6 separate regions of the Mus musculus genome follow, and regions 2, 3, 4, 5 and 6 are each linked to region 1. The links are chromatin contacts, called in public ChIA-PET, Hi-C, HiChIP or PLAC-seq and promoter capture Hi-C maps. All regions are on one chromosome and are shown on one strand. The core of a region is the stretch at or near the end of the contact, and the rest is flanking DNA. Distances in the headings are between cores, read along the strand shown.

Region 1 (3,715 bases), core at 428-2,927:
CATGACAGACAGACAGACAGACAGACAGAGGAGCTAGCTGGGTGTGGTGGTTCAGCTCTGTAATCAATCCTAGAACTTGGGAGTCTAAGGCAAAAGGGCTGCTATGAATTCAAGACACATGAGATATCCTGGCCAGACTGGGACAGAGTGAGACTGGAAAAAAAAAAGGCAATTAATGTAACATTTTTACTTACTACTTTTTTCCAAAAGAGCAAGGAAACTTTCACAGGCTCATTTCAGTTCCTTGCACTCAAGAGGAAGTAGGAAGATAGTAAGTCTCTCTTGTGTTGCTGTCAGGGAAACTAAGGTATAAGGAAGGAGCAACAAAATGTCTCTAAAGGAAAAGAGGCTCACACCCCAGGTACCAAGTCGCCTTCCCATCTCCCACGCAGACCAGTCATCCCAGGCACCATGACAGGCCAAAGGCCATCCTGTGGGCCTGTTCCCCTAGAACCTAGGACCAAAAGATCCCCCAAGGGGCCCCGTTGTTCCCCTCTTTACTGCAAAACGAATAAAGTGCAAACGGGATGAAGGGGTTGTCTGGATATCAATTCCAAGAATAGCCCAATAGGCAGGAAGACCTGAGAGCCAAAACACTGACAAAAACAACCTGGCCGAACAGCCTCCTAAGTTGAAAGTGTATCAACAGCTCCTCCTAAACATCGGATCAGACGACAGGTGAGAAGGCTGCATCCTGACACCAACTCACACAATATATTGGCGACAATATATCAAGTCACTTCTAGACCCCAAGCCAGCTCCAGGTGCCTTTCTCCCCGAGCTTTGAAGGTCTCTGGAGACCTACATAGGAAGCCTGATTTTGCCTCTACTACTCGAATGACCTTCCGTGTGTCATTTAACCTCCCGTGCCTCGGTGTCCTCGCGAGTGAGAGGGGGAAAGCAACAGTAGCTACCTTACAGAGGCAGCTGTGAGCTCAGTACACAAAGTGCTTAGCACAGAGGTTCGAAGTCAGGAAGGGCTGGAGAACCAGTGACAAGACATTCTTGTGGTGTTAGAACTAAGACAAGTGCTCCCATTCTGTCAACGTGTCCCTGAGGATCCAAAGGACGAGGGGCGGGTGGCAGAAGGCCATTTCTAGATGTTTGCCCCGTTTTGGGGGGGCGGCGGCTAAGAGATAAGGCCCTGAACGAGGAGGCCTGAGGTTGGCCGAGGAGTGGGAAGGGACAAGCAGGGCGCAGGGGAGGCCTAAGTGCAGGAGTCTCTCCGAACCGGACTGCGGACCTGAAATGACGGACGGCTTGACGCCGGGCCGCCAAGCCGTCGGGAATGAATGAGCACGCAGGCCTTTCACCTTCGCCCTCTCGCGGCTCGCAACCCTCCAGCGCAGCGTCCTCTCCGTGACCTCTGACCTCGCAGACCCCCCCCACTCCTCGGACCCCTTCGGGTTTGTTTGTTTTCCTATCTCGCCGGGCTGCCTTTTTCCTCACCCACAAATCCAAACGGCTCCGGGTGCCGCGGCTCGGCTCGCTTCAGCAGCAAAATGTCCGCAGCCTCCGCCTCCCTCTCCTCCGGTGCGTCGCAGCAGCCGGCGGCTCCAAGCTCCACGGCTGTCACCTGCCGAGCGGAAGTAAGAGGCCCGTGCGCGGAACTTCCGGTGGACGCACACCCCGGGGGCGGGGTCGAGGGTGCAACCTGGCGGGAGGGGCTGGGGACCTGTTGGGCGGGGCCTGTGTGGGAAGGGCGGGGCCTTAGCAGAGCCGGCTTTTATGAGAATTGAGGGCCTGGGCGGGCCAAGCGGCTAAGTTCAGGCTGGGATACCCTTGCTCAGAATCCCTGGCCAGGCTCCCTCTCAAACACCATGGAATCGAAAGGGTCTTGGAAGACTTTAAAGTTCATCTCTTTCTGAGTTACAGATGGGAAGACTGAGGCCAACGTTGTCTTAGGAAAAGGGAAAGTCGGAGCTACAAATCTGATCAGCTGCTGGACTGCGCCTGTCTGCTAGGCTAAAACGAGACTTTTTCTGCTGCCCTTGGAAAATTCATTGTTCTAAAAGGAAAACATAAGCTACGTCCAAGACTTCTTATCCAAGGGATACTTCACAGTGAGACCTCAACTGATACAGCCATTTCATTCCTGACTTTGGTCCTATTAATTTTCTCTTTCTAATAGATAACTTGTGTTCATCCCCTTTAAAACATTATAAAACTTCTATTCTAGCATTTTTATTAAACCAATAATATCTGCATTGCAGAAAAAAAGAAATATATTAGTGGGGGCTGGAGAGATGGCTCAGTGATTAAGAACACTGGCTGGTCTTCCAGAGGACCTGAGTTCAGTTCCCAGCAACCACACTGTGGCTTACAACCATCTGTAATGGGATCCCATGCCTTCTTCTAGTGTGTCTGAAGACAGCGACAGTGTTGTACTCATACACACAAAATAAATAATTCTTTTTAAAAAAAAAAGAAATATATTAGTAAGGAAAAAAGGCAAAACCAAAACACGTAGGCTCCTGAGAAAATCGTTTTTTAACACTTGGTTATCCTCCTAGATGTAATATGTCTGCCTTTTTATTTTATTATTTGTGTGTTATTGATTTGAGACAAGCTCTTGCTGTGTAACCCAAGCCAGCCCCATTGTTGAGCTCACAGTGATGTACTATCATGCCTGGTCTATGTAGTGCTGGGATCTAACTCAGAGCTTTTACATCCTATGCAAGCACTCTAACAACTGAATCGCTGTCACCTTGGCTGACCTGGAAACTGAAAAACCAAGCAGAAGTCTGCCTGCCTCTGTCTCACAGTGTTGGGTTTAAAGGTGTGCACAACCACACCCAGCTGTTTTTACATTCTTTAAAGTTTTGTCATAATATAATTATGACAAATTGATAAAATAGTTATGGCAAATTGATAAAATAGACAAAATAGAATTCCAGATGCTGGGGTGAAGAGATGGTTCAGCAGTTAAAAACACTGGCTGCTCTTCCAGATAACAGGGGTTCATTCCCAGAACCCACATGGCAGCTCACAGCACCCACATGGCAGCTCATGGCATCTGTGACTATAGTCCAAGAGGATCTAAAACCCTCTTCTGACCATGCAAGCACAGGTACATGCACATATGAACATAAAATAAAATAAATAAATCTTGCCAAGTAGTGATGGCATACACCTTTAATCCCAGATGGATTCCAAAGTTTGAGACCAGCCTGGTTTACAGACAGAATTTCAGGACATCCAGGGCAAAGGTTAGGCTTGGTGGTGCATGCCAGTAATTCCAGTACTTGGGAAGCAGAGTCAAGTAGATTTCTGTGTGCTCAAAGCCATCCTGGTCTGCATAGAAAATTCCCAAAGTTACAACAGTGAAACCTTGTCTCAATGTCTCAAAGACAAACAAAACAACAACAAAAAGAATACCATTTACCCTTCACCCCGCTTCCCTCAATGGTGACACAGGATAATAGTAACACCCGGAAATTGTCATTGGTAAAATATTTTTGATAAAGTGTCTTGGTTTTAAAAACAGGATTTGTATGAGATTACAGCTGACCTTGCTTAGCCCAGAGAAGAATGTTGAAGAGACAGCCTGTTTCCCAAGATTATCTGTCTTACTTGAAGCAGACAATTCCAGGAAAGGGAGACCACAAACCTGCACATAGCCCCTAAACTGCATGAACTTCCTCAGCCCAAGTCTGCGCCCCTGCCTGCTCCTTATAAAGGGTCTCAGCCAGCTTTTCTCCCTGCTAGACCCTCC
Region 2 (3,715 bases), core at 547-3,046, 890 kb before region 1:
ATTAAAAAAAAAAGGAGAAAAAATATCTAAAGAACAGAAAAAAAAATACTAAAGCGAACAGATCTTTCCAGGTGTGTGAGCATCATCAAGGTGACCAGCACACCTGTCCTTCCTTGATGTTCCTGTAAGGTGAAATAAACCTTGTTCCCCAAGTCGCCATTAGCCATGTTTATCACAGCAATAGAAACCTGACTAGAACACCTGTAATCCTAGCACTCTGGAGGCAGACATCAGCCCTCGGAGATTAGCTGGAACACATAGCAAGATACCTGGCTCAAAACACAAAGTGGACGTAGGGCCAGGCAGGGATGTAGTTCAGAAGGCAGAGTGTTTGCTTAGCCTGCATGAAGCCCCGGGGCTCACTCTCCAGCACTGCATAAAACTCAGGGTAGTGGCACGTGCCTGTAACCCCAGCACTCCAGAGGTGTAGACAGAAAGATCAGGAGTTTAAGGCCCTGTTGCTACACCATGGAATATATTAGACCCGTCTCAAGGAAAAAGTAGAAATAAAGATATTCTGGGATAAAATTTGATGAGTCCATTTCCTTAGACATTTACTGTAAGGAATCCTAAGGAGAGTCCTGCAGACCAAAGGGAACAGCAACCAAAGAGTAAATGGAGAGCTCCAGTCAAGGGGCTGCACAACAACGAGCTCTGTGTCATTGTAACTTTGGATTTTAATTCTACAAAGTGGTTTCAAATCCATCAAATGGGGTTTGTTCCTGGAACACAAGAACGTTGCAACATAATCAAATATGCAACAGGCTACTTGAGACAGTAGGCAAAAATCCGCACTCAGCCCAGCTTACAAAGGAAAAAATACTCAACAAACTGAAACATTAAAAACAAATGATTTAGCCGGGGGTGGGGGTGCACGCCTTTAATCCCAGCACTTGGGAGGCAGAGGCAGAGGCAGGTGGATTTCTGAGTCCGAGGCCAGTCTGGTCTACAAAGTGAGTTCCAGGACAGCCAGGGCTATACAGAGAAACCCTGTCTCGGGGGGAAAAAAATGATTTAATTCATTATTAAAACAGGAACGAGGGAAACCTTGTCTCAAAAAGCAAAAACAAACAAAAACAGAAACAAGGGGCTGGAGAAAGCTCGGTTGAGAGCTCTTTCAGAATGGCTCACAACCATTTGTAATTCCAGTTCCAGGTGACACGGACGCTCTCTTCTCGCCTCCGAGGAGACTGACCTCACATGCGTGCAGGCAAAACACACCCACACACAAAACAAAACAAAATAAATTCAAAATAAAACAAAAAAACTTAGTAAGCCAGAAGAAACCTACCTTAAGTAATAAGTTTCAGACTGAGTAATTAGGCAATTTTAAAAAGGAGCAATGTTACCACTGAAGTCTGATGCACTTGCAGTCAGGGTGTCTTAGTGTGAATTCTAGCTTTTCTCACTAGCTGGGTCATTTTGCCTGTTTCCCTGCCTGTGAGATGGGAGAAATTGTTCATGCTTCCAAGGGAATCTGAGAAGTCAGGGTGAGAATCACAGCGCAGGATAGAGTGGGAGGGAAGCTTCAGCCACACAGGAGCCACCAGACCCCCAGCGCTCGGGGAGAGCAGCATGAGCCAGGCGCCCAGCCTCACTACGGCCCACGCTACCCAAGGAGTTCACCCGATGAGGCCCAGCCGCAAACACCGCATGCGCACAGGAAACCCAGTGCTAAGTGATGGGTTGTCCCGGGAACCGGAGGCGTGACTCCGCGTTTCCTCGGTCCAGAGGCGGGGCGCACGGGGATTGGCTGGATGAAGCGTGCAGCGATGGGCGGGATGGGGCGGGAGGCGATTGGCTGGATGCGCCGATGGGCGGGACGGGCGCGCAGAGATTGGCGGGATGCGGCGTGGCGCGGTGAGTGTGCTGCTGAGCGGGGTTAACGTGGGTCCTGGGTCAGACTTGGCGGTACCTGGACAGCGGGCCGGGGTCTTGAGGGTGCTTCGAACTGTAACATGGGCCCGAGCTGGGCGTGTCTGCTTCGGGGCAGGTCTCCCGTCGGGTCCGGCCTGGAGCACCGTGTGGGCCGCTGCCACCACCGTGCGTTTTTGGCTTACATCCAGTTTACATGTGCCCATTTGGCAAATTCATAGGGTCCGCTCCCTAAGCCAGAGCTGCGCATTAAAGAAAGCCGAACCAGCTAGGGGAATTTGAACTTTGTAATAGCTGTACCAAAAAAAAAAAAAAAAAAGTAAAATGAAAAAGAAAGCTGTGTTCAAAACTTCCGTTACTACATCCAGCCTGTTGTCGTCTCAACTACGCATGAAGAATATGTTGAGATACTTTATACTAAAGTCCGCTGTGCATCCATCCCCAAGCACATCTTAGTGGGAAGGGGTGCAATACAAGAAAACAAACCTCTGCGCTGCCGGAGCTTAGGCAACAGTTGGAGGAGGCAAAGTAAATGCTTGAGAGATGATAATGATGCAGACAGTTGAAGTAGCAATGCAGTCAATTAGATATGGGAAGGTGAGTTTTAAGGAAAGACTTGAAAGGGAAGAGCCAGTAAGCCTTGGGGAAAAGGAGAGGACCCAGCAGGAGTAGAGAGGCCTCTACTTGGAGCCCCTGCTGTGGAAGGGACACTTGGAAGGAGAAACAGATAGGAGGGGGGAGCTGTTCTTAGAGGCCCAGAGCTGATCTTACAGGTCGTGGTAAGAACTTGGGGTTTTATTTACTGAAAAGCAACCTTTGGGGGGTTTTGAGCAAAACAGGGGCAGCTTTATGCTTTATTTTTTATCACTAATTATATTATGACAGGCTTCTTCAGTGATGCCTGATAGCATCCCTAGAGGTAGCAGAGGTCCCAGGGAGCTGGGCAGAAGCAGATCAATAATTCCATTTGAGGGTATGCAGAATTTGAGACCCTGGTGATTGGGTAGAAATGTGGAGAGGAGGAGGTGATGAACAAGGTTTGGAACGAGCTCCAGGTTGTATCTGACTAGGTTATAGGATGACACCTCCGGACACATGTGTGCACATTGTGGACAGCGTGGTTGGGACACTAGGGGAGCTTTGGGTACAAGAAGGGATTGCAGGAATGCCTTTGTGTGTCTCTGCAGTGATAACTCCTCGGCCTGGACACAGCTGCTTGGACCAAACAAGCCAGGAGTGCCGCCATGTTCTCCGAGCAGGCAGCACAGAGGGCCCACACTCTGCTCGCCCCGCCCTCTGCCAGCAATGCCACCTTTGCCCGGGTACCTGTGGCAACTTACACCAACTCCTCACAGCCCTTCCGACTGGGAGAGCGCAGCTTTAACCGGCAGTACGCCCATATTTATGCCACCCGCCTCATCCAGATGAGACCGTTCCTGGTGAGCCGGGCGCAGCAACACTGGGGTAAGTTTGGGGTACGCTGCTCCCAGCAGCCCAGCAGCTAGAACTAGGACCTTATCTAACCTGGAATACTTTCCAGCTACCATGGAATGGCCCCTTCAGCTCCCTGCTTCTTCTTAAAAGTGAGGATTAAATTAACCTGTGTGGTTAAAGTTGGGTTTGGCCCAGAGTCTGGTCAGAGGTAAGGGCTAGGTTCTGGCAGTGATGGCTACTGTTCCATCCATGGAGGAAATGGTCTTCCTATCCTTATTGTCTTCAGTGTGAATTGGTCACTGGTGTGCACCCTTTAGCTAGAGAGCTCCTCATAGCAGCAGGCTTGGCACCTTGGTCTTTGAGGGATGGACACACCCAGGCCATAGCAGAGCCACAGCAGGTGGGA
Region 3 (3,715 bases), core at 452-2,951, 880 kb before region 1:
CCTGAAAGAGCAGGGCTACCCAAGCAAACAGCCAGGCAAATTAAAGACTGTGGCTTGGCCTTCCAAGAGCCTCCTTTCAAGGGAGAAGAAAAGCTTCAAAGAGACAGTCAGGCTGGGGATGTAGATCTGCCCTAGAGCAGTCAGTCCCCTGGTATGTAAGGCCCTGGATTTGGTTCCTTCCCAGGGAGGAAGGCAGGCAGGCAGGCCGGCAGTCACTCCGTAGGTCTTGAAGTCCCAAAAGGTTCCCGTTGAAACTCAAAACCAACAGGAGGCCCTTATCAAGGACAGAGGGAGAGAGAGGCAGGTAGGTAGTTCTCTCCGTGCTGGCTCATCTCAGAGAAGTCAAGTAGCAGGGGCCACCCTTCTAGCACCCTAGGAGCTGCAATTGCTGGGTGCGGAGAATTTAATGGCGAATGGGAAACACACAGGCAGCTGGCTGAAACACAGGGAATACAGCAAAACATGCAGCAGGAGCAGGGTCACTTGGCAATGTCCAGAACGTCTTGGTTGCTGGAGGCAAAGTGTGCAGGGAGGTGAGGGTAGGGAGAGCAGGACAGATCTACAGCAGTGGGGGCCGGAGGGGGAGTGGCTGACCTCAGGAATGATGAATGGTGCCTTACAGTCTCCTGGGAGAGAGATCACAAGATCCGTTGCCACTCTCCAGAGGGCCATGAAAAACAGCTAAGATTTACTGACAACGATTGCATAAGAGGCTCGGGGTTGCATGCCTCCGGGATGCTATCACCTCGCTTAGTTCTGACCATCTCAGACTGCCCACTTTCACCTGGAAGTCTTCCTCACCCCGCTCCCCTGTCTGTGTTCCTGTGGGAGAAGAGGAGGCAAGCAGATGCCTAGGCTTGAAGCTTGCCACTAAGAGACTAGGGCCAGTTCGGAGAGGCGAATCACAATTTCCCACTCGTCCAAACCTACACTCTCTTGAGACCTGGGATGAACAACTTGGGCGACCTCAAAAGCCCAGCGCCACCCTATGCTGAACACACACCTCCAGGTTTCCAAACTCCAGGACAGAACTGCTGCCTGGCAGTGTGTTGCCTTGCGTTGCCTTGGAGAGACATTCCTCACGGGGCAGCATGGGAAGTGGCTAGACCCTCCAGAGCCCCTGTATGCTCACTTGATGCCATGGCCACCCATGTCACCAGGTTCTCACCTTCTACATCTGCCCGCTGCTTGCCCCCTGCCTTGGATTTGCGGGGACGCTGGGTGGGTTCGGGAAGCGGCTGGACTTCCACGTCGTCTTCCCGGGGCGGGGACTGGGTCTCCAACTCCGAAAGGAAGCCTTCGAGGAACTCCTCGATCTCGTCGTCCGTCAGCACCGTCTGTGGGTTCCCCTCAGGGCACAGCGTCAGCAGTGCCAGGAGGCCGCAGAGCAGGGATGCGGTGCGCACTGGAGCCATGGCTCTGGGCACGCGCGGGAGCCGGGCGGGCTTGAGCAGGGACTTGGGTGGCAGGGGCAGCGCCCCGCGTAGGGGCGGGAAAGGGCGCGAGGAACGTGGGCGTCAAGGGTATCCAGAAAGCGGTGGGAAAGGGAGATTCAAGGAGAGCAAGGGGCTCCAGGAGAGGTTCTGGCGGGCCCAGCTCCGGCAGCAACTGGGCGCTCCTGCCCCGCGTGGCTGGCTCTCACGCGGACCGCCCTCCAGAGCGCTTGCGACGGCCTGGCCGGGGCGGGGGCTTCGGGTTTCCGGAGGGGGAGGAGGAGGAGCCGGCCTTGGACCGGGGGCTGCGGGGGAGGGAGGCGGAGCAGCACGGAGCCCAGACTAATAGCAGCGTCAGCGCCCAGTTTAGAGGGTCTGGGTGCAGGGCGCCTAGCGGGGAGGAAGGCCTGGGAGAAAAGAATGCAACAGTTATGGGGAAGGGAGTGTGCGGAGTCTAAGGAGACCTGTGCTCTAACCCGCTGTGCCCTTTGCTCTGAGCCCAGGGAGATTGCTAGGGGAGGGAGGGAGTAGGGCCCTCGAGGGTACTGGCGATCACCTCCTTTCCACTTTCTGGAGGTTAGCTCTTCAAAGTGTCACCTGCTGTGTGCTTGCACAGGTGTCACCTTTGTCCAGTTATCACCAACATCCCAGGTCTTTGGAGCCAATTTTTGCGAGGAAGGCTGTGAAAAGCTGTTCTCAGCAAGCTGCTGTCCTTATGGAGATAGGAGCCCCACTTCAGAGCTCAGGGCTCAGGTCCCAATGTGGAGTAATAGCTATTTCTCTCCTTCCTCTGACCAGAAGCGGTTAAAACAACAAATTGTTTACAACAGCTTCAGCTATGGCTTCTAGAATACAAACGTTGGCTGGCTCATAATGGCCATCATAGCTAAGCCCAGGAATGCCAGAGCATTTACCCATGAAGGATTAAAGATGTGAACGTGGGCTTGTAGCAGCCATAGGTCCAGGGCAGTGGCAGGCAGCTTTCAACCAAGGTGGGGAGGCACTCTGATAAAAAAGAATAGCGACCCCCAGATGATTGACATGGGAAAGTTTACATCTCAGCTGGAAGAGAAAAAAGAAAAAGCAGGTCAAGAAACACCAACACGATGCCACCTCCTCAGTCTTTCACCCTCACCCTCACCCTCTCTGTCCAGCATGAGCAGGGAGAAAAAGGGGAAATTTTCGGGTACTGGGCTCTGTAACCCACTGCTCTCAGGGAGTAGGCAAGCCCCTCCCGGCAGTCTCCTTTCTGGCTCTCCTTGAGGAAGCATGGAGACTATGCCAAGAACTGATGTGTGTGTGAGTGTGTGTGTGTGTGTGGGGGGGAGGGTCTAACCCATCTTAGCCCTCCTAGCTGTCTGACTCAGCAGGGGAACTCCGTGTCCACAACTTACTATACGCATATTAAATGGACCACCTTTCTGGTTTATTCGATTTTTTTGAGACAGAGTTTCTCTGTGTAGCTCTGGCTGTCCTGGAACTTGCTCTGTAGACCAGGCTGGCCTCGAACTCAGAAACCCACCTGCTGCTGCCTCCCAAGTGCTGGGATTAAAGGTGTGCACCACCACTGCCCGGCTAAATGGACCACTTTGTGCTGTGCCTAGCACACACGATCAGCCCTTGCATCCCACAGGCTGTTGGTCCTCATCCACTTTGCTCCCCCTCCCCCATCCCGGGACAATCCTCTCACAGCTAGGCCTCCCCATGAGAGACTTCAACCTGGTCGCAGAGCAAGAGTAAAGCAAGTCTCACTCATGGTCACCCTCTGAATCATTGTGCTCAAAGTCAGTTCTGGGAATTGGCTTCCGTGCCCCCAGTCTGGTCCAGTGTGTCATGCTGGGTATGCCACAGGGTGCATGAGGGGACATGGATGTCACTTCCCTAGGCATGGGTCATACTTGGACTGAATTTGGGTTGGATATTCTCTGCCAGGGAAAACAGAAGCCATTTCAAAAATGGAAAACAAAGAAACCTAAGGTCTAGAAAGCCTTTTCCTGAGCCTCAATGAGTCACGGACAGGAATTCGAGCAGAGGAGCTGGGCCCAGGAGGCCTGAGGGGTTGAGGCCTCCACACAGAAAATCCGGAAAGGTGCGTGGGAGCACAGTGCTACGCTGGGGATCCTCCCGAGGGAGCCCGTCCTCAGGAAGTCTTTCTAACCTGGGCCCACAGCGCTGGGGCAAGAGGACAACCAGAAGCCAGAGCCTGTGAGGAGAGCTCTCCACTCTGCTGAAGAGCATAGCGTTTAAGTCAAATGTCCAGAGGGCACTGCCAAGGCCACAGC
Region 4 (3,715 bases), core at 628-3,127, 850 kb before region 1:
CATGACTACCACTGTAGGACTGAAACCCAGACAATTTCCATATGGGAATCTGAAGTCTTTGTTCTGTGGAGTCTTTGTTACCACCCGAAGACCACTCTCCAGGAAGGGCAACTCCATTCAAGCACATCTTAGCAATACTAGGTCCTGGACCTACCAGGTAACTATGCATCCTGCTGCTAGCTCTGCTGCAAAAGCTACCTCCAGTGCCAGGATAGTCACAAACAGGTCTCTCAGCGCTCCAGGAGAGATCCCTTCCTTTCTCCACCTTGCACAGGAGGATTACAGACCTGCCCTTTAGCCTGCTCTGGGACTCTCTTAGGCACACAGACACATATAGGACACTCAGTACTCACAACCCACAGCCAGCTCAAACTACTTTCAAATGGAGTCCCTCCTTTCTCAGGTTGGAGTGCTGACAGTGCAGCTATGCCACCCTGCCAGGCCAGGATTTAAAGTTACATGTGGTTCCACTTGCCATTCTTTTCCTCCAGTTGGTTGTGCTCCTTAGATCACAAAAATCTTCCAATGGGGCTGGAGAGATAGCTTGGGAGTTAAGAGCACTTGCTGCTCTTGCAGAGAGCCCAGGTTCAGTTCCCAGCCATCTTTAACTGCAGTTCAAGATCTCTGCCCGCACCAGGCATACACGTGGTGTACATGCATGCATTCAGGCAAAACAATTAAGCACATAATTAAAAAAAAATTTTTTTAAGGGGCTAGAGAGATGACTTATTGGTTAAGAGCACTTGTTCCTGCTGAGGACCTGAGTTAGATTCCCAGCATTCACAGGGGCAGCGGCTCACAAATGTTCTTAACTCAAGTTCCAAGGATCTGAAACATTCTCACTCGACGGCACCAAACATGTACGTGGGGTACAGCTACACATGCAAGTAAAACACGAAGACACAGAAAATAAAAATAAATACATCTAATAAATATTTTTAAAAATTAAAAAAAATCGAGTGTCACTAATATAGCTTTGGTTTCTTTTTCGGATTTAAATGATTGCTGATCCGTCTGAGATCTGCTTAATGTTAAGCAGTTTGTAAGGGGGCCAATTTTTTTTTTTTTTTTTTGACTATGGCATAATGGGGCATAGGAACATTTCTGACAAAAGATCCAGTGAAATAACTGAACAAAGGGTATCAATCAGGACTCAAAATCCTTCCTAATGTAACTATAAAGGAATTTTAATAAGTTTAATCTATAAAATCCATAAATAATGCTGTTCCAGATGAAGAGCCACTGGAATTATTTTTCTTCAATCGGGGAAAAAGGGCACATAGAAACCATTTCTGTTCACTTCCACTGGGATCTAGTCTTTTTTTTTTTTTCCCCAATTTTTTATTAGGTGTTTTCTTACTTTACATTTCAAATGCTATCCCGAAAGTCCCCTATACCCTCCCCCGCCCTGTTCCCCTACCCACTCACTCCCACTTCTTGGCCCTGGTGTTCCCCTGTACTGAGGCATATAAAGTTTGCAAGACCAAGGGGCCTCTCTTCCCAATGATGGCCGACTAAGCCATCTTCCGCTACATATGCAGCTAGAGACATGAGATCTGGGAGTACTGGTTAGTTCATATTATTGTTCCAACCTATAGGGTTGCAGACTTAACTTTCCAAATGGAACGCCAGCTGTCCCAATGCTGTTCGTTACATTGGAAAACGTTTTCACCCTCCACCAGCTCACATGTATACTACTCAAACTCCGTTCCCCTCTGCATACCCAGGGGAAGTGGCGTGGGCGCTCTGTCACCAGCAGAGGCAGTGGAGGGTTATCCAGGACTTCTCATATGGCCAGGATAACCTGAGACCCCGCCCTCGGGGGCGAGGAAGAGAGGCCGAGACTCCGCCCCCGAGAGGAGAAAAGTGCCCGCCCAGTACGAGGCGAAGCCCCGCCTACGGGCCCAGGCTACTCTAAGGTCTGGGAAACCACTGGGGCTTTCTATGAGAGTAGTTCAAATAAGAATCCTCGGGCGTTATTTGCATAGAACTGGGGCTTCCGATGGGAAGCCAAAAGCATCCTAGAGGGCGTCTCGTTTGCATAGAGCAGACACCACTTCCTCTCTCCTCCTTCCGCCTTCTTTCATGACCCTGCCTTCCTTCGTTCTGCGGCTTCCTGTGCTTCCAGAGTTGGTGCCCAGATGCTTCCGAAGCGACGGCGAGTGCGAGCTGGGTCCCCACACAGCGCGGTAGCCTCTTCCACGCCGCCCTCGGTGGTGCGCTTCCCGGATGTGGCCATCTACCTTGCGGAGCCGCGAATGGGCCGCAGCCGCCGGGCCTTCCTCACCCGCCTGGCGCGGTCCAAAGGCTTCCGCGTCCTAGATGCTTACAGGTGTGCGGCTCCCGGGAGGCCCCGATGGTGGTGGGATGCCATCCCCCTCCGGGAGCTGGTGTAATTGTGCCCGTCACCCCAGGGTAGGGACTTACTGTGGCCCAGGGCGGGAGCTGGCGCGCAGCTGTGACAGCAAGCAGCACCTGCGGCTTTGGGTTCCAAGCCAGCCTCGGTACTTCGCGGTTGCGGTACGGTCTCCAACCCGGAGTTCCTCTTTTTGAAAGGATGCCATCGAGTCAGAGGCTTCTTAAAGAGCTATAAAAGAAAGAATGGTTAGTGAGAAATATTTGCTAGCTGCATTCCCTCCAATGAGCCAGCGGTCAAAGATGTCCTGAGTTTGCAGACGTCACCAACTAGCTCCAGTAGAGAAAATGCCCAGGGCAGTGGAGTAACTGAGATTGAGGAGACTAAAGGAGCCTGTGCCCGTGTAGCTGGCTAGTTTGTTTGCAACTAACTCCTCCCTCCACAAATGAAACATTCTTTTTGTTTGTTTGTTTTGTTTTTTTTCGAGACAGGGTTTCTCTGTGTAGCCCTGGCTGTCCTGGAACTCACTCTGTAGACCAGGCTGGCCTCGAACTCAGAAATTTGCCTGCCTCTGCCTTCCAAGTGCTGGGATTAAAGACGTGCGCCACCACGCCCGGCTCAAGACTACACTTAAAAGAGTAGAGATAACAATTTGGATTTCGTGTGGCTCTACATTCTTACCACAGCCTGACAAGGTGGCCTGCATTGGATTTTCCCAGTGTAAAGGAAATATAAATACGATGCTTTCCAAGTACATACAACAAGAGTCTGCCTACTGGGGTTTGAATAAATAGGGCAAAATTCTTGTGTCTTAAAATCTTAGCAGAATGGTATGCCAACCTGTAGTCCTGGTACAAGGGTACTAGAGTTCCAGGCTAGCCTGGCCTACAAAGCAAGTCTCTAAACAGCAATTAGCATTGAGATCAGAAACACCTGGCCCTGGCCACTAAGGCACCTGAGGCAGAGGGTGGCGGGTAACATGCCCAAGTGGCTTGTGGGTGAGGCTGCAGCTAAGAACCTGTTGGACCAATGGAGAGGTGCTCTCCCATCAAGGAGGGGCTGGGAAGGCTTTCTGGAGGAATGGAGGCCTGTCACAGTGCAAGAACAAAGGCTTGGGATAGGAGCAGCACAGCAAGGGCCCTGGGTTTCATTCTCCTTCCAGCTCAAAGGTGACACATGTGGTGATGGAAGGGACCTCAGCCAAGGAGGCCATCTGCTGGCAGAAGAACATGGATGCTCTCCCCACAGGCTGCCCACAGCCAGCTCTGCTAGATATTAGCTGGTTTACAGAAAGCATGGCAGCTGGGCAGCCTGTCCCTGAGGAGGGCCGGCACCACCTGGAGGTGAGCTAGTGAGCTG
Region 5 (3,715 bases), core at 486-2,985, 780 kb before region 1:
TGTATTTTGTATTGTGATATTATTATGAGCTCTTGGGGATAAACAAAAAAAGAAAAGATTATGGTTTAATAACAATCTATTGGTATATTAAGTTGATAAGGGGTCAATCGACTTGGAGGGTCATTTGGGAAGAGGTAACCTCAACCCAGCAAATCCCTCCATCAGACTGTCCTGTAGACAAATGTCTGAGACATTTACTTGACTGATGTAGAAGAAAGAGCCCAGTCCACTGTGCACGGTGCCCTAACTGGCACATGGTCCTGGGGTATAGAATAAAGCAAACTGGCACACACCAGCAAGCAGCCCTGCTCCATGGCCTCTTCTTCAGTTTCTGCCTCCAGGTCTCTGCTTTGGCTTCCCTCTCCTCCCAAGCTGCTTCTGGTTATGGTGTTTATCACAGCGACAGAAATCTAATTGAGACACATAACCTGGATCCACTTGGTGGAAAGAATCATGCTAATGCTAAAAGTTAGGGTCATAGGGCTGGAGAGATGGCTCAGTGGTTAAGGGCATGAACTGCTCTTCCAGAGCTCCTGAGTATGATTCTTGGCACCTACACAGGGCACCTTACACCCACATATAAGTGAGCAAATCTTTTTTTTTTTTTTGGTTTTTCGAGACAGGGTTTCTCTGTATAGCCTTGGCTGTCCTCTGTAGATCAGGCTGTCCTCGAACTCCGTCTGCCTCTGCCTCCCAAGTGCTGGGATAAAAGGTATGCAACACCACGCCCGGCCCCAAATCCTTTAAAAAAGAGGTTATAAATACCATTTTGCAGTATAGAAAATCCCAACTAGGGTTGGTGAGATGGCTCAATGGGTAAGAGCACCCGACTGCTCTTCCGAAGGTCAGGAGTTCAAATCCCAGCAACCACATGGTGGCTCACAACCATCCGTAACGAGATCTGACTCCCTCTTCTGGAGTGTCTGAGGACAGCTACAGTGTACTTACATATAATAAATAAATAAATAAATAAATAAATAAATAAATCTTTAAAAAAATTCCAACTATTAATACTATGTGAAAACATGGATCATAAATTACAGTATAATGCAGGGTATGGTGGTGCACGCCCCTCGGCAACCAGAGGCAGGAGGATCTCTGTGAGTTTGAGGCTGGCCTTGTCTACATAGCGAGTTCTGGGTCTGCCAGGAGGCCGTGTCTCAAAAAACCAAACCAAACCAAACCAAAACGGAACAAAAAACAACTTAGAAATATAAAATAATTTTCTTTAGGAAAAGGACGAAAAGTGGATAGGCTAAAACGTTAACAAATGGTAAAGGGTGGATTGGTGGCTTCTTTTTCTGAGATGCAATTACCAGGCTCTAGGTTAATGGGCTAATACAAACCTACGGGATGAAATTCTCCCGCAGCTCAGCCTCTCGTGCTAGGCACCCTGGGAGACACCCCTCTGCTTCCCTAAACTCCGCCCAAAGCTGCGCGCGCACGTGACCCGGTCGCATGACTCCGCCCCCGCGAGTCGCCCGCCAGAGGCACTCAGCCACCTCCTAAGTCTGCGCCGACCGCGGCGGAACTCGCGCGGGGCAAGTGTCAGTGCGCCCTGCCGCACCTCAGCCGCGGGGTTCTATTCGCTGCGACAGCCCGCAGAGTGGACGGGCGGGAGGACCCCGTTTCCGCCACTCTTACCTTCTGGATCCGTTTTAGAGCCATGTTCCCGCTGCTCGTGCCCCACCGGCCCTGCGGGGCAGACTAAGACGGCCGCCTGGGCCGCAACGCTGCACGCCGGGAACGGCGCTCTACGCGTGCGCGCCGCGGTGCGCTGTGGGTAGCTAGTGCGCGCAGCAGTCCTGGGTCTGACCACGGAGTCGCGCACGGTCAGTTACTCGGCCACGGTCACGGCCCTGTGGCTCTGGTTTCTGCTAGGCGAGGGGCCTGGGCACCAGGACATGCCTGAAACCGCAGGTGCCACACGCTATGCTCTCTGCCCCTCCCTGGGCTCCTCCCCAGGCTGTCACTTAACTCCTGAGCTTAGTGGTTGTCAGCGCTGTAAGTATACATTCACTTTTATATGCTTTCTGGGCAGAAGTGTTACAGATATTTCTGAATACGCGTAGGTGCTGAGCACAGATGCATCTACATGTCTGGAGAGCTGCATTTTCAGTAGTACTTAGTTGGCTTCAATGCACTGCCGCTATTGAGACTCAGCCTGAAAGTGCACATCCCAAGCTAAACTCTGCTTCCCTTTCCCCAAGACATCGAACTGTTTAAGACCAAGTGTAAAGAACTTAGTGGTATGTCACAAAATCTGTGTAATAGATTGTAGCCAACATCTTGGAAATGAAATAGAATATGGCAAAATACATAATATCAGCGTGCCTCATACAGTAAAGAATCTGGACTCTCTATATAAATAATCATATATATTGTTTCCAGACAGATAAACCTAATAGGGTATGCTAGTGCAGTTGCTCTGGACCAAAGGTGTTCCAACACCAGACTGGGCTACATAGTGAGTTTGAGGCCAGCCTGGATTGCAGAGTAAGACCATGTCTTAAAAAAAAAAAAAAAGCCGGGCGTGGTGGCGCACACCTTTAATCCCAGCACTCAGGAGTCAGAGACAGGCGGATTCCTGAGTTCAAGGCCAGCCTGGTCTACAAAGTGAGTTCCAGGACAGCCAGAGCTATGCAGAGAAACCCTGTCTGGAAAAACCAAAAAAAGAAAGAAAGAAAGAAAGAAAGAAAGAAAGAAAGAAAGAGAGAAAGATCCCCAAAGGAAAATCTAAAACTAGAGGAGCTGAGGAGATAGTAGATAGGAGTGCTTGTGGTGCAAGCATGGGGCCCTGAGATCATTAGTACCCACAGAAAAGGTGAGGTTGGCTACTCATGTCTCTAACCCCAGCACTGGGTAGCCGGCATGACAGGATCCCTGGAGCTACCTTAGCATAGATAGTGAGATTCCAGTTCAGTGAGAGACCTTGCACCAAAAGCAGTAAGGCACAAAGAGTAGCATTTACTCTGTCATATATCTGGCATTCTACTCTGGCCTCTGTCATGTTCCTGCACATACGCATACAAACCCTGCCCAAAACAAAAACAATGAATCGAACACTTAAATGGTTTCCCAGCCAGATTCCTATATGCCATTCACCTATTCTCCTAGTTTATCCTAAACACATGTCATGAACTGTCCTCTAAACTATAAGCCTTACCAAGCTCCACCCTCTTCCAAAACTCCACAAGGAAGATCTGTGGCCTGTGGGAATACATTCAGGGCTCTCTGTGATCCCTTAGGGTCTGCTGTCTTTAAGTTTTACTTCCTTACCTTTAGTTATGCTATTGTGGTGGTGGCTCATGCCTTTAATCCCATCACTCTAGAGGCAGAAGCAGGCAGATCTTTCAAAACAGGGTCTCTGTAGAGCCCTGGCTATCCCGGAGCTCACTCTGTAGACCAGGCTGGCCTTCATTCAGCTCACAGAGATCTACCCATCCTGCACCTTCTATCATTTAAAAAAAAAAACCATTTATTTAATGTATATGAGTACACTGTGGCTGTCTTCAGAAACACCTGAAAAGGGCATCAGATCCCATTACAGATGGTTGTGAGCCACCATGGGGTTGCTGGAAACTGAACTCAGGACCTCTGGAAGAGCAGCCAGTGATCTTAACCACTAAGCCATCCCTCCAGCCCCATCTTCTATATCTTTACACCTTGACTCTTTCTTTTTTTTAGATTCTTTTCATTTTATTACACATATATT
Region 6 (3,715 bases), core at 651-3,150, 750 kb after region 1:
ACCAACTGGGAGCGGAGCAGCTCTGCCGTCCCTAGAATGCCTCAGTTTCCCCTCCTGCCCCTTCCTGGTCCTCCATGTGTTCACTCTCTCACTAGTCCCCAAGATTCTCTGAGGTTCAGGTACCCTAAGGGCTGAGGCTTACATAGGGCTCCAAGAGTGATTCTGTGTTCCCCGTGAGGTTCGCCTGATTCTGCAGCTGGCTGAGGAGCTGAGAGGAAGAGTTGGAGCAGCCACGATTGGCCAGTGCCATGCTCAGGATGAGGAGACTGAGGGTCAAACCTGGGCAGAGAAGAGCGCATCAGTTACCTGACTGGTGGTTGTCCAGCCCAGGGGAGGAGCTGGGCACACAGTAGGGTCTGGGTTTGCACAGAAGCACTCACTGGGGCTACCACCTTCCACCATAAACCAAACAGGGTGAAGGAGATGGTGGTGGCTGCAATTTCCCTGCAGCTCTTCGGGGAGAGGTTGGGTTGTAGCCTCCAGCATCCCTGTCCTGACTTTATGGCATAACGAACAGACAAGAGAGTCCTCTATAAGATATCTGGCCTCATACAAGGGTTAGCTCTGTCCTAAGACTGACAGGTTAAGTTCCTGACTACTTTATAGACCTTAACATTCCCTGTAGGCAGAATAGAGTTGACCAGGGGTCTGTCCTGAGGTGCAGCCCCAGGGCAGCAGGTCACCTAAGCTCTTTTCACAGAGCCAGAAAAAGCACCTCTCCACTCACTGGGCCAGCCAGTGCTGACGGCCATTCTGCTGAAAGGTGAGCAAGATGCGAGAGGAAAGCCTGTCCAGGTCACCCATGCTCAGCACTCGCCCTGCCCTTCCTGCCACCGACACACGAACCCCTAACACACGCACACACCAGGACTGCTGGGAGCCCAGGAGAAGGTTGTAGGGGTGAGGGCAGATGATCATAGTTCCAGCTCGCAGGCCCCCACCCTCACAGGCACCGGCAGCCACGTGGTCGGAAGGGGCCTGTGGTGCAATGGCCCGGAAGGCTACGACACCATCCTTCCCTTCCTACAAACCAACCAGCCCCACCCCACCCCACCCCCTCGCCCCTGGGGAGGGCCTGTAGCCCAGGCGTGCCAACCACAAGTCCCCTCCCCATCTTCCCCCGTGTCTGCAGCTACACTGCCAGTGAGGGTCCACAGCGAGCTTGTAACAGGTGCACATGGACCAGTGCCTGTGGGGGTGTGCCCGTAGACCTAGGTGAGGCACTGCAGTACCTGCCCCGGTCACCGGGGGTTCTGGTCTGCAGGTGAGACTTCCTACCTTACTGAGAGGGAGGACCTGTTCCCACATAGATGGCTCTGCTTGCCTGTCCCCGTGTGGGTGTGGCTGTATGAGTGGCGGGATGATCTAAGGACCTCTGGCTTGGCTGACTTTGCATCTGCCCCAGACCCCGAGAATTGAATCAGAGCAAGAAGTGAGCCCCTTGCTCCATTTCCGCGCAGATCTGGAACTTCCTTCTCTGCTCATCCCCTACCTGCCTTGGGCTTCTCCAGACTCTTCTCACTCTTTCTCCTCTTCCCTCATGCCCTGGTCCCCGGCATGGTCTCTCTCACGCCTCCCTCTGGAATACCTTCCAGAAATACTACGTTTCCACCTGTGGCTATGCTGGGGTCTCAGTGGATCCCTGCCCTACTAGTTCTCCCTCTCGTCCACATCCTTCACTTGATCTACAGCTCCCAAGGGCAGAGGGTGCCTACAGCAGCCAGTTGGCCCAGCTGCGCCCTGGGATGGTAGAAAGGAAGGAAGTACTTACTGAGCAGTGTTCTTAGAAGCCGTGTCTGCATACTGGGTCCTGGTACTCTGGCCCGTGCCTCTCAGGGGTGACACAGCTTGGCTGGGTGTCCTGCAGGCTGGCAGCCACTTTATGCCCGACGGGGCGATTGGCCAACATCTCGTGAGGTGGGTGGGGAGGGGGAGGGGGAAGGGCAGGCCTTCTGGGAACATGACCCCAAAAACCAAAGTCTCCCCAGGCGGCCAATGGGCGCCATGCGCCATGACATGCCCGCTCCTCCTCCCGTTTTCTTCGAATTCGTTCTTCGAGGTCAGCCCCACGCCCAAGGATGATGTAAACCGCAGCCTCAGCCTTCTTGGGGTGAGCGGGCAGCACGGGGGTCCGTATCATCTTCAGGGATCAGTCCAGGGGTCAGAGCACGACTTGCAAGGGAGGCCACCCCTGGTCCAGAAACTACCAACCTCCTAGGACACGAAGGTTTAGGGCTAAAGGGAGCCAGACATCTTCCTTGTTGAGTGCCCTTCCCACCCTCTCGCTTGGGCTGTCGGGACATCTGTGAGCGGAAACCACCAGGCTCTGGGCACAGAGCCAGACTTGGGCCCCAAAGATTGTGCCTCTAATCCCAGGTCAGCATCTTCTAGCCCAACTCATTTCCATTGTCTCTATTAACTGTCCTCGCCCAGCCTTCCCAATCCCAGATCCTCTCTCTGTAGACAGGGTCCTTTAGGACCCTTGGAGCAAGAGAAATTAGAGAACGGGTTCAAAGCTTGTGACACGCTGTGTCGCTGTGTTGTCTGAGGCAAGTCACTCAGCTACTTTGAGCCCCACCTGAGAAAGCGAGAGAGAAAAGCACTCCTTGGTTCACCCCTCAAGGTCACTGCCAACATGGACATAAAAGGCAAAAAAGCCTTTGAAGAAAAAAGAAAAGACTAGGCTTGAATTCCAAGTACTGGTTTTCAGGGGATGGGATGGAGGGGGCGGGGGAGACCGGGAAGCTGTGAGCTCAGAGGGGAAGCTGGAGGGAGGGGTGGGGGAGCTGCGACAGTTGGACACAAGGTTTCACTTTCTCTGAAAGATAGCGATCCATCATGGGTGGGTCTTCTGCTTCTCCGCACTGAGGGACTGAGGCCCAGGCTGAGCCAGATCCACAGGCCATGCTTGGAAGCCACAGCACATCTGCCAAGCTAGAATGAGCATCCTTAGGCTGTACCTGCTGTTGGCCCTCATATATTCATTCAACAACCCCCCCACTCCCTATCCAGGAGGCGACTGTGCCCCCATCCACATATTCTCTGCACCTAGCAGAGTGTCCCCCTTGTTAGCAACTCCCCAGTACAGTCTAGACTAGATCCTTCTGAAGTCTTCATTTCCTCCTACTGAATTTCTTACCTCTGCCCACTCCAGGGTGCTGTTCCCTAGGGCCCTGGTCAGGGATCCTTCTGCATTTCATATCCGTGATGTCATCCTGGGACAGTCCCTATACCCCTACACTCAAGCTCTCACTGTGATAAGGAGACAGAGGGAAGCTCCAAGCAGCCCCAGATCTAGCCGGAGAGTGTTATGTCGTGCTTCTCGGAACCCATATGTTGGCAAGAGACCCTCCTTCACCTCAGTTGTTCCTTCCTCTCTCCCATGGACCATACACTACCTCCTCTGTTTAGAATAAAGGTGCCAAGGGGTGACTTGCCCTGTTGGAGGACACCTGCACAGTTGGGGGAGGTGTCCAGAGCCGGATGGCGTGGTACACATTTGTAATCTCTATTTCTCTAGAGGCTGAGACAGGACTGTGCATCAGAGGCCAGCCTGGGATAGACAAGGGGACTGATCTCAAAGCAAAATCAGGAGCTGGGCATACAGTCTCAAATAAATAAATAAATAAATTCAATTAAATAAAGTCAAAGGGAATAAATTCAATTAAATAAAGTCAAAGGGGCTGCCACGTCAACCTAGGCCAGCGCCTAGCCT

The links. Promoter capture Hi-C pulls out the DNA fragments that hold promoters and counts their contacts. A called contact is a pair of places that touch in the nucleus more often than the background predicts. ChIA-PET counts read pairs in DNA pulled down with a chosen protein or histone mark. HiChIP or PLAC-seq counts read pairs in DNA pulled down with a chosen protein or histone mark.
Region 2: an RNA polymerase II ChIA-PET map of memory CD8 T cells shows a contact between it and region 1, with 14 read pairs. The contact joins the promoter of Pold2 here to the promoter of Ap1b1 in region 1. A contact is called at or near these places in 5 of 39 promoter capture datasets (the C10 cell line, hematopoietic stem and progenitor cells, liver and 1 more), 2 of 115 datasets of contacts at active chromatin or transcription factors (memory CD8 T cells and pancreatic cancer cells) and 2 of 9 other capture datasets (adipose tissue and liver).
Region 3: a promoter capture Hi-C map of liver shows a contact between it and region 1, with 2.6 times the contacts expected there. The contact joins the promoter of Aebp1 here to the promoter of Ap1b1 in region 1.
Region 4: a contact with region 1 is called in a Hi-C map of B cells, with 7 read pairs. The contact joins the promoter of Polm here to the promoter of Ap1b1 in region 1. A contact is called at or near these places in 1 of 484 Hi-C or Micro-C datasets (B cells) and 2 of 115 datasets of contacts at active chromatin or transcription factors (astrocytes and extraembryonic endoderm stem cells).
Region 5: an RNA polymerase II ChIA-PET map of memory CD8 T cells shows a contact between it and region 1, with 6 read pairs. The contact joins the promoter of Ube2d-ps here to the promoter of Ap1b1 in region 1. A contact is called at or near these places in 1 of 39 promoter capture datasets (liver) and 2 of 115 datasets of contacts at active chromatin or transcription factors (large pre-B cells and memory CD8 T cells).
Region 6: a contact with region 1 is called in an H3K27ac HiChIP or PLAC-seq map of embryonic stem cells, with 6 times the contacts expected there. The contact joins the promoter of Osm here to the promoter of Ap1b1 in region 1. A contact is called at or near these places in 3 of 39 promoter capture datasets (embryonic stem cells, hippocampal neurons and stem cell-derived epiblast-like cells), 2 of 15 datasets of contacts at CTCF or cohesin (the NIH/3T3 cell line and embryonic stem cells), 1 of 484 Hi-C or Micro-C datasets (bone marrow-derived macrophages), 6 of 115 datasets of contacts at active chromatin or transcription factors (T-cell acute lymphoblastic leukemia, bone marrow-derived macrophages, embryonic stem cells and 1 more) and 1 of 9 other capture datasets (embryonic stem cells).

The regions. Positions count from the first base shown.
Region 1 is chr11:4,984,786-4,988,500 of GRCm38.p6, reverse strand. Ap1b1 (adaptor protein complex AP-1, beta 1 subunit) reads right to left here and starts at 1,677. Exons shown (of 21, transcript NM_007454.3): 1 at 1,450-1,677.
Region 2 is chr11:5,876,337-5,880,051 of GRCm38.p6, reverse strand. Pold2 (polymerase (DNA directed), delta 2, regulatory subunit) reads left to right here and starts at 1,796. Exons shown (of 11, transcript NM_008894.2): 1 at 1,796-1,860; 2 at 3,063-3,339. The coding sequence starts at 3,120.
Region 3 is chr11:5,859,852-5,863,566 of GRCm38.p6, reverse strand. Aebp1 (AE binding protein 1) reads right to left here and starts at 1,701. Exons shown (of 21, transcript NM_009636.3): 1 at 1,169-1,701. The coding sequence starts at 1,415.
Region 4 is chr11:5,836,178-5,839,892 of GRCm38.p6, reverse strand. Polm (polymerase (DNA directed), mu) reads left to right here and starts at 1,877. Exons shown (of 11, transcript NM_017401.2): 1 at 1,877-2,332; 2 at 3,519-3,699. The coding sequence starts at 2,142.
Region 5 is chr11:5,760,170-5,763,884 of GRCm38.p6, reverse strand. Ube2d-ps (ubiquitin-conjugating enzyme E2D, pseudogene) reads right to left here and starts at 1,735. Exons shown (of 7, transcript NR_015577.1): 1 at 1,645-1,735. It also overlaps a transcript of Urgcp not described here.
Region 6 is chr11:4,234,970-4,238,684 of GRCm38.p6, reverse strand. Osm (oncostatin M) reads right to left here and starts at 1,900. Exons shown (of 3, transcript NM_001013365.2): 1 at 1,772-1,900; 2 at 143-279. The coding sequence starts at 1,802.